2 separate regions of the Anas platyrhynchos genome follow, and region 2 is linked to region 1. The links are chromatin contacts, called in public Hi-C maps. All regions are on one chromosome and are shown on one strand. Each heading gives the region's core, a stretch centred on a gene start, on an enhancer-like site or on the middle of the called end of the contact. The rest is flanking DNA. Distances are from core to core; before and after follow the strand shown.

What was found. Hi-C and Micro-C count contacts between places; a contact is called where the count stands out from the background.
Region 2: a Hi-C map of liver shows a contact between it and region 1, with 2.7 times the contacts expected there. The contact joins two enhancer-like sites. A contact is called at or near these places in 2 of 8 Hi-C or Micro-C datasets (liver and subcutaneous adipose tissue).

What each region holds. Positions count from the first base shown.
Region 1 is chr2:55,370,326-55,374,587 of IASCAAS_PekinDuck_T2T, forward strand. No RefSeq gene overlaps it. Among named protein-coding and RNA genes, the nearest start is that of LDLRAD4, 11 kb to the right of the region's middle. Within about 2 kb of position 2,471, at least 1 of the 8 cell types and tissues checked has an H3K27ac peak or open chromatin away from gene starts, as enhancers often do.
Region 2 is chr2:55,646,955-55,651,216 of IASCAAS_PekinDuck_T2T, forward strand. LDLRAD4 (low density lipoprotein receptor class A domain containing 4) reads left to right here. Exons shown (of 7, transcript XM_027451928.3): 5 at 383-537. Among named protein-coding and RNA genes, the nearest start is that of RNMT, 44 kb to the right of the region's middle. Within about 2 kb of position 2,382, at least 1 of the 8 cell types and tissues checked has an H3K27ac peak or open chromatin away from gene starts, as enhancers often do.

The DNA.
Region 1 (4,262 bases), core at 1,221-3,720:
ACTAGCCCATGTACTGGTGCCATTTTTTTCCAAACTTCTTGAAATTGGATTGAAACTCAGATCCTCTTGTCCCCGAACTGCAACAAAAGGGAGAACAGCTGCTCCATCAGCAACAGCAGGTACAGTGTGGTCTGTTTATCCTGGATGCTTTTTTCTTAATTTTGTGATGTGGGAGTTACGTGACAATTTTCATGGGGGGGGCAGTGGGCTTCACACAGTGCACTTTTGATGGGTAAAGCCTAGGTTGCTTGCTTAGGCAGATTTTTGTCATGTTAGAGTCCTGTGTCAGAAAGCCTATCCAGGGACTTGCTTTCTCCAGTGATTAGTGTATGGGCCTAATCTTGTAACTCCACATTCCCTGGATCTCTGACTTCAATCATGAAGAACACTGTACAGTCACAAGGACTTTGGGCTCCTTAGTGGGACCTACAGAACACGATACCCATTTAATGCAGCATCCTTGCATCCAGATCAGTACTTCTATCTCAGCATCAAGCTTCTGTAGATTCAGTCTTCCTAAATTGAAACTCTCAAAGCACTGAAGGGTAAAATGTTTCTGTTGTAGCTACCTCTTGTGATGTTTGTTTTAGAGATGATTCAGGTACTCATGTCAGTTCAAGAATAAGTGTTAAGTTGCTGAAATGATCTAAATACTGGGAGACATCTGAAGGAAGGGGTTTTTCTTTCATACATCTATTGTATCTGATTATCTCTTATTCAGTTCTTTGTTTAGACCTCTGGAAGGAAGGGTGACTTTGGAAGAAAGTCACTAGCTCAAAAATGTGGTGTAGTAAGATCTATTCACAGTAGATTTATTTATTGTATGACCATGATGCTTTCTTAAACGAGAGAGACCAACTCTAATAATATGAGCGTTTTCTTTCTGAAATTGGCCTTGGTGTGACTTAGAAATCTGAAGTTTTTAATCAAAAACATACAGTTGGACTGAAAACTACATGCAGTCTCTGTAGGACTTACAGAAGACCACGGAGCAGCAAATATATATTCTAGCCTTGAAAATAAACAGGTGCTCCTGAAGGGGCAACGGCGGGTTCTTGGTCAAATGACAGCTTTAATCCCCTTCTGAGATGGAATTTTGCAAGGCATCTGGGGACCAACTGATCTTAAAAGACTTACTATGGGGATGAGGTATTTTGGGGGCTGGATACCCTGAATGGCATCTTGATGTCAGCCTAACCCCGTGCCGATTTTCCTTTCCTTCTCATTCTTAGGGAATTGCTAGGTGGCCCGTGCTGTCAATGAGGTGAACTGTAAACATCCCTCTGCACTTCCAGATTCACCTTCTAGAGTGCTTTGTGTCAGCTGTGGCAATGTAAAGTTTCTTTCACGCAGTTAATGGGACAATTATATCAGAATGGTGAGATCATGCCTTTTGCTGAAAAGAACAGTGATCTTTCATGGACAAAGAGAGCTTTATTTAAATCATTGCAAATAAAGCACTATTTTATTCAGTGGAAGGGGGTGAGTGCTACAGTTTGGGTAGGCACAGCATGGCTGGAAGGTGAACTCGCTTTACAGAGTGGTAGGTAGATGACTGGGGTCTCTGTCCCAGAACAAATTAAGCAAAGTTTTGTTTTATCCTTCTTTCACCAACTCACAGTGTGCAGGCAGTTACAATATTGCCTAAGACTGTTGAAAGTAATCTTATTTGGTTTGTTAAATGTAGAAAACCTGTCTTGGTCTCTTGCAGTGTATAAGGATTTTTCCTGTAGGTAGATACTGTGCATGTAAATCAAGCTATAGTGGTGGACAGCTCTGTACTCTGAGGGAACTACTGGGATGCATAAACTGATCATGGGTCATGAGCCATATCCAAACAGAAACATGGACAAATTACCCACTCTTGATTCTTTAGGATCTTATATTTGTATGAGGGAAAACCCAATGACATTGCTAAGAGAAATAGGGGATTTTGAGATGTATTTGCTGTTCCTTTGTCAAGCTGCAGAGAGAATTTTCTTTTTCTTTAAAAAAGACTTCCAGTGGGTACTAATTTTAGTTTGACTTTTGACACTGTTCTGAATGACATCTGGATTTCTTATAAAATTGTATCTGCCCGGTACAAAGCTGAGACTGATCACTTACAAATAACTTCCTCTGCTCTTGTAACTTTATGTGAGAACAGACAAGTTACAGCTATATTGACTCCAAACCATTTTTGTTTTTTATTTTTAGTGGCAGGTGGGAGGGATTCTGAAGTTCCCTGAGGCTTCTTTAAATGAACTGAGCCTGTGCCTGGATTGTCCCAGTTAACTACCAGGTAAAGTCTATACTGGTTAATAGGGAGGTTTGTGGATGGAGAGGAGTCTGCCCGATATTGTTACAACCTTCACAGTATCAGCGAGAGATCTGTGAGAGCAGGGAGGCCCAGGAGGCGAGAGGGTAGCCTGGAGTCTCTTCCAGCAGCAGCTGTGCAGCCTCTGGCTGAATGCCCCATGCAACTGCTAAAGCACTCCAAGCTGTGCCGTTCCTCGCCAAGATCTCCACGTTGCTGTTGGGATGCGGTGCCAGGAATGGTGTTGAACAGAACAATATCTTCTTTGCTCTGCTGCCTTGCCCCCAGCAGAAGGGCAGATATTTGGAGGGAGAAAGGAGTAGGAGATAACAGTTTGCCTGTTCCCCTGGCGAGGCTCTGAGGTCTCTGCAGGGCCTCGCTGCATGTGGTGTAATTCAAGTTGTTGTTCAAGTTGTTGCAAATATCACTGCAAAAACAATGCTCGAACAAAAATAAACAGTGAGAAGATATTCCAATACCCATGGGGAGGAACAGCCTTCATTGTGTGATAATTGTCTAGTTTTGAAGCAATACAGTTTGGGATGGTTATGTGCTAAAAAGCTGTGGATGGCATAGCTAGAAGTAAACCATAAGCACATTTATTTGCCCATCTATGCACGCTGGTGAAAAGTCTCAAGTTTGAGGAACAAAGAGATTATTTCGCATCTTTGTTGTCTTGCCAGAAAGACATAGCTTGCAGAAGTGAAATTTTCTGGCAACGTTATAACTTAGATTGGCATAAGATATAGGTGTGGCTATGTTTTATAAAAATGCTGCCAGACTGTCTGACATAATGTAGGTGCATGTATATTGAGAGTATATGTGCACGAATAACCTGCTCTGTCTCCTAATTCTAAGCAACTTATCATGCATTGGCTGTTTTTACATTAACTGCCTGGATGCAAATTGTTATTGTCAGGTCAGTAAGAGATTAGTTGAAGTCAGTTATTTTCCTGGTTAAAGACCAACTTCTTTTGCATGTGTCGTTAAGGCAGAGCTTACATTTTATAGAAATTACTGCAAATTTACTGATTTGATGTAGATTTGATATCCTTGCTTGTGACAATTTGTTCATGAATTTCTACTGTAGAGTGCAGTCTAGTGAATATGAGTGAGCAAAAGCAAGATGTTACCCTGCACAACTGAGGTAGAGCTTCATTAAATGGAACATCCTCCCCTACGTATTCCTGATTCATTCTTTGGGCAGTCTCCCTTCAGTGCAGTGAGGGGGAAAACTACCATAGAAAAGATAAGATGCAAAAATGGAAAAGAAATGCAAGTAAGATGTTAATGCCACGATGTAGATTGGCACATATTTCTGCAAATTATATTGTATCAGAAGAATTTCTGAAGGTGCATTGATCTGCATCAGGAGTTCTTCAATGTTAAGGTTACAATCCATCTTTTCACTTAACATTAAAGAACAAAAAGCAAAAGCACAAAACTTTAGTAAATCGTCTCCTAACCTAGGAAAACTTTTTTTATTCATTTTTTATTCATGAAAGTCTGTATTATACAGTGCATAATGAATGCATAGGGTTTCTAATCAGTTGCAGAAAACTGTCTTTGAATGTAGTAAAATACTCTTTCACTTCATAGGCTTGAGAACAAAATACAGTGTTTCTTTTTTTCGTGCATCTCATTGCATTAAACATATGAATCAGGGTATCATTTTCACAACATGACAGGGCACATCTTCGTGCTTTAACATTCACTAGAGAAATATGTGAATAACCTGGTAGGATTGTATCTATAACGATGATATACACAAGCTTTGGAGTTAAAATTTTGAAATGTAGAAACATTTTTCTCAACAGTTTTTGAATATATTTTTCTAGTAGTGTCTTGTTTAAAGTGGTTCAACTGTCAGTGAAGAGTGCTGAAGGTGCCAGCCAAATGAATAGTGTGTTAAAGGAAAAAGATGTAAAAATCCATCATTTTTATGTATTCCACATTCTCTCAACTT
Region 2 (4,262 bases), core at 1,132-3,631, 280 kb after region 1:
CTGAAGCACTAGGTACAGTGTCCCGAGTCCTCTCTCCAGGACTTCTGGCCTCTACTGGTGTCGCAGGTGGCTCTTAAAATAAGTTTTGTTCTTTGTTGCCCAACGGAATTGTTCATGCTGAAGAATTTATTCCTGTAAAGGAAGCGGCGAAGGATCACCGAGAAGTTTCTCAACTTAGACCTGACCTGTAGTCACTCATACTGATTGATTAGCAATGCCAAAGAGTGAAACATTTCATACTTTATAGGATGTCATTTTCTTTGCAAAACTTTGCAAGGCGGACAGCATCAGTTCTGATGAAATACCGAGTGTTTTTGGGTTGTTCATTGATGAATTACATTATGACTGACTTTTTTCTTTCTTTTTCTCTTCTTTGTTTTAGCTGAACTGGAGTTTGTTCAGATCATCATTATAATTGTGGTTATAACTGTTATGGTGGTAGTGATCATCTGCTTGTTGAACCATTACAAACTCTCGACACGCTCTTTCATCAACCGGCAGAGCCAGAGCAGAAGACAGGAAGAAACTCTGCAGACGGTGAGTATGAACGAACCCTTCCACCAAATCCCTTTTCCTCGTGTTGTACTTGTCTGCACCCGAGCCTGCAGAGAGGCTCTGATAGCACAACTCTTTGAAAAACTTCCAATGTTAGTTTCAGTACTTCCTAGAGTTAGCTCTGTTGCTGCCCTTGGATTTGTCAGTGGCAAAAAATGAGAATGGAAATTTAAAATTGACTGCCTCTGAGTATTCTTAGACCCTGCTATGCCCTACGTAGCGTGTTTCATCTTGTGTTTGGAAGTTCAGGTGTTCAGGTGTTCAGCTGCTGCTGCTGTGGTGTGAGGGGAAATGGAAGGAGAGTAAATGGAGATCACCTGGGGTATGAAGAATTGACATTTGTGTTGTGACTTTTTAGATACTTACTAATATCTTGGAGTTTTACCGCTGTTACTGCTTTGTGAAGCTGCAGTGACAGTTTGCTGGATCCAAAACACTAGACCAGTAGGTGCCCAGGAGAACGTCGTGTTTATGTTTCATTCGAGCAGCAAGAAAATACGAGGAAAGTGATCCTTCTCAGGGGCCTGGAGTGGCTAAGATGTCTTGTTAGAGAGCCAGAGGCTGAAGGCTGAATCTCCATCCAGCTTTTCCAAGGCTGTCCCAAGTTGACCCAGCAGTAAGGGGGCTCGTGACTTGCCTCGGGAGCCAGAAGTTTGCTGGGTGGGATGTGCTGGGTGCAGCTTTGTCTCACCCTTCTTTCCGTCCTGGTTGTGTGTTTCAAGCTCCTTCTTTGTGCTCCGTATCACAGGGGTGTGATGAGGTGCTTCAGGGAGCTAATCTGGCTGAAAACCAGTTGCTTTTTAACACGTTTTTGCTGAGGTGACTCTTACACCTTGGAGGCTGTGCAGGAAAGAGAGGAGCCATCTCCTCGAGAGGAGGCAGCCCTGGTGCCCATCGTTCTGATAACCAGGAGCTCTAACTTAGTTACAGATGAAACTACAGCTTGTGAAACCGTAACCTTGTGGACTTCTGGGCTGGAAACACTGCCTAGATTAATTTGAGAGGTTTTTTTTGAAAATTTTTGAAATGGACACACTAATTTAAGAACCACGCTTCTGTCTGAAAAGTGTTAACTATAATTGCTACGAGGAGCTCAAATGACATGATTTGAGATAAAGGCAACGCATTTTCATCTTCACAAATCTTTTAAAATGGCAGCGAGCTGTCAAATGCATGAAGAAACCCATTATTTCCTGCGCATGGTTCGTTAGTATTGTCTGTTATTAGAGCGAGTGGTGCCTTCTCTCTTGGAAGCCAGGGAGGAAACACCATCTTCCTGCAAATAAGGATGTCGGATTTGACACTGGGGACTCGGAGCCCTGCTGTAGTATCCAAAACTGCTCTTAAATCATTTTTAAAACACTGACCCAGTTTCGGTTTGATGGCAACCTTGTAAGTACTGATAATCATAGTTGAGTGAGGGCTTCGTAGGAATTGGTAATTGGTTGGCAAGAAGTGGTTACTAATTCTTCCGAAAACTGTCTGGTGTGGGTTTGTCATCGCTGTTACTCATCTTGGTTTCTGATAAGCCGAAGCCATTCTTAAAAAAAGGTCAGATGCGCGGGGCAGAGCCCTGTGGCAGTCTCTGAGGTCAGACATCGACTATTTTTGAATTTTCCTTTGTCTTAAGCATCAGAAGGAAATGCTGGTGGAAACCAGCCGCGCTCTGTTTGCAGCACAAGCCGTAGAAGCAGCGCGTGGGGCGTGAGGAGCAGGGAACGGACGTGGCTTTTTTGGTGATGTGAAACTGGAAATGACCAGTCCCGTCTCGCTGTCCCAAGCGGAGTGGATTGCAGAAGGTGAACAGGCAGCGCGTGCTGCGAGGCACAGGGTGGATTGTGCCTTGTGAAATACATCTGCCTTTTAACCAGGCAGGCTCGGTCTGTGTGCTGATGGGAAGTGGGTTTTCTTCCAAGGGAACAGGCTTCTTGTGGCGTGCAGGCTCTGAAAATGGATTTAAATGTGTATTAACCACTAATGCGTAGAGAGAATGTCATTCTGACTCAGGCCTTTTGTCGGCAGAGAAACGGTGAGCGAAAACAGGGGAAGTTCCGCAGTATTTTGTAAACCAAACCAGTAAATGAACTGGCTGGTTCCTGCAGGGAACTGTGAAGAGAAACCACCCCCACCTGACCGAGGTTGCAGAGGTGTAGCGAGAGACAGGATCTGCCCTTTCTTACTCAGATGGGCCTTTTTTGGTTGTTTGTTTCTTTTTTTGTTTGTTTGTCCCTCTCCATGCCTGTGCTACGTTCAGCTCTGTGCCTTTTCCTCAGGCCCGTCCTGTTTCTGGATGAGGGTGCCCTCCAACAGCTGAGCTGCAGCTGCCCTGAACACCAGCTCGCCCACTGCCAATCTCCCTTATTCTGCTTCTTTTTATAAGAGGCAGAATATTAAATATTAAATATTTATTTACAGCCTCACACCTGTAAAACTTGTGGGGTCAGGCCTCTGAAATAACGAAATGCAATGTGTGTTTACATGCTTGTGTGTTTCTTCTTTGTCTGGCTGAACTTTTTTTTTTTATTAAAAAAAAAAAAAAAAAAAAAAGACTAGAGGTTGAAATTCTCATTGTCCAGAAATCAGAGTATTAAAAGAAGATGAAACATCACCAGAATCCCAAGTGTGAGCAACACTTGAAGGGCAGAAAAGATTTTCTGATCCCAGAAAATCTGCGAGTTGGTCTTCAACGACTTCATGCTGTTGCATCCTTGTTCTGTAACCGTGCTTTTCTGCGTGCCCATCATTTCCATTCTAAATTTTTGGTTTTTCTTTTCTGTTTTCCCCTCCTTTTTATCCCTTCTGGGGTCTTTATTACCATGATTAGTGTGCTGAGGCCTTAAACCCTGAGGGCACAGAAATACTGGGTTTTCCTGTCGTGGTGCTGCTGAGGAGGCTGCTTCACCTCCCAGGGCAAGCCCCCCGCCTCCTGGTGTGGCTCTTAAAACATACAAACCCTTAAAACACACAGCGTGCGTTTGGCAGCGTTTCACCACGGGTGTAATACCAGCAGAAATTCAGGTCTGGGGGAGACAGCATCTAGGAGGTCTGCAGGTAGGGCTAGAAGCGAGGAGCACCAGCTCCTGGTGGCTACTGACTCGTTGTGGCACCTTTGGGCAGCTTGCTTCATCTCCAAATCAAGGAGGACGCATAATCACGTCTATTTCCTTCGCTGCCATGAAATGAAGATTATTTCGCGTGGCAAAGTGCTGTGGGGTTGGGGAAATAAGGACTTTAAAGCATCAAGTAACAGAAATAACCGCTGGAAGTGTCAGGAGGCAGAGTAAGAGTGAGAGTTCTGACTCCGTAATTACCTCTCGTGAACTTCTTGTTGGTGCTGTGCCATTTATTCTGCAAGGTGCTGTAACCTTTCCTGCCCTTGGGGGAAAAAAAAAAAAAAAACTTATAAAGGAAGGAGAGGCCTTGCTCGTGTCGTTCTGCTAGGGACAAGGCAGTAGCTTCTCCCCCCTCATGTCTGGGAGGGAGAGCTTTGTGAACTGCAGAGCTGGGATGCTCTGCATCAACTGAGAAGGGGCAGGGCAGGGAGGAACGGGCCTGTGGGTGTTCTTGGAGTAGGGCACTGATGAAATGTGCTGTAATATGTCACTGCCACCTAGGGCCAACATCGGAAACTACACTGCCACTTGAAACACTTCACCTGCAAAAAAAAAAAAAAAAAGAGATAGGGGTATTATTTTATATATATAAGT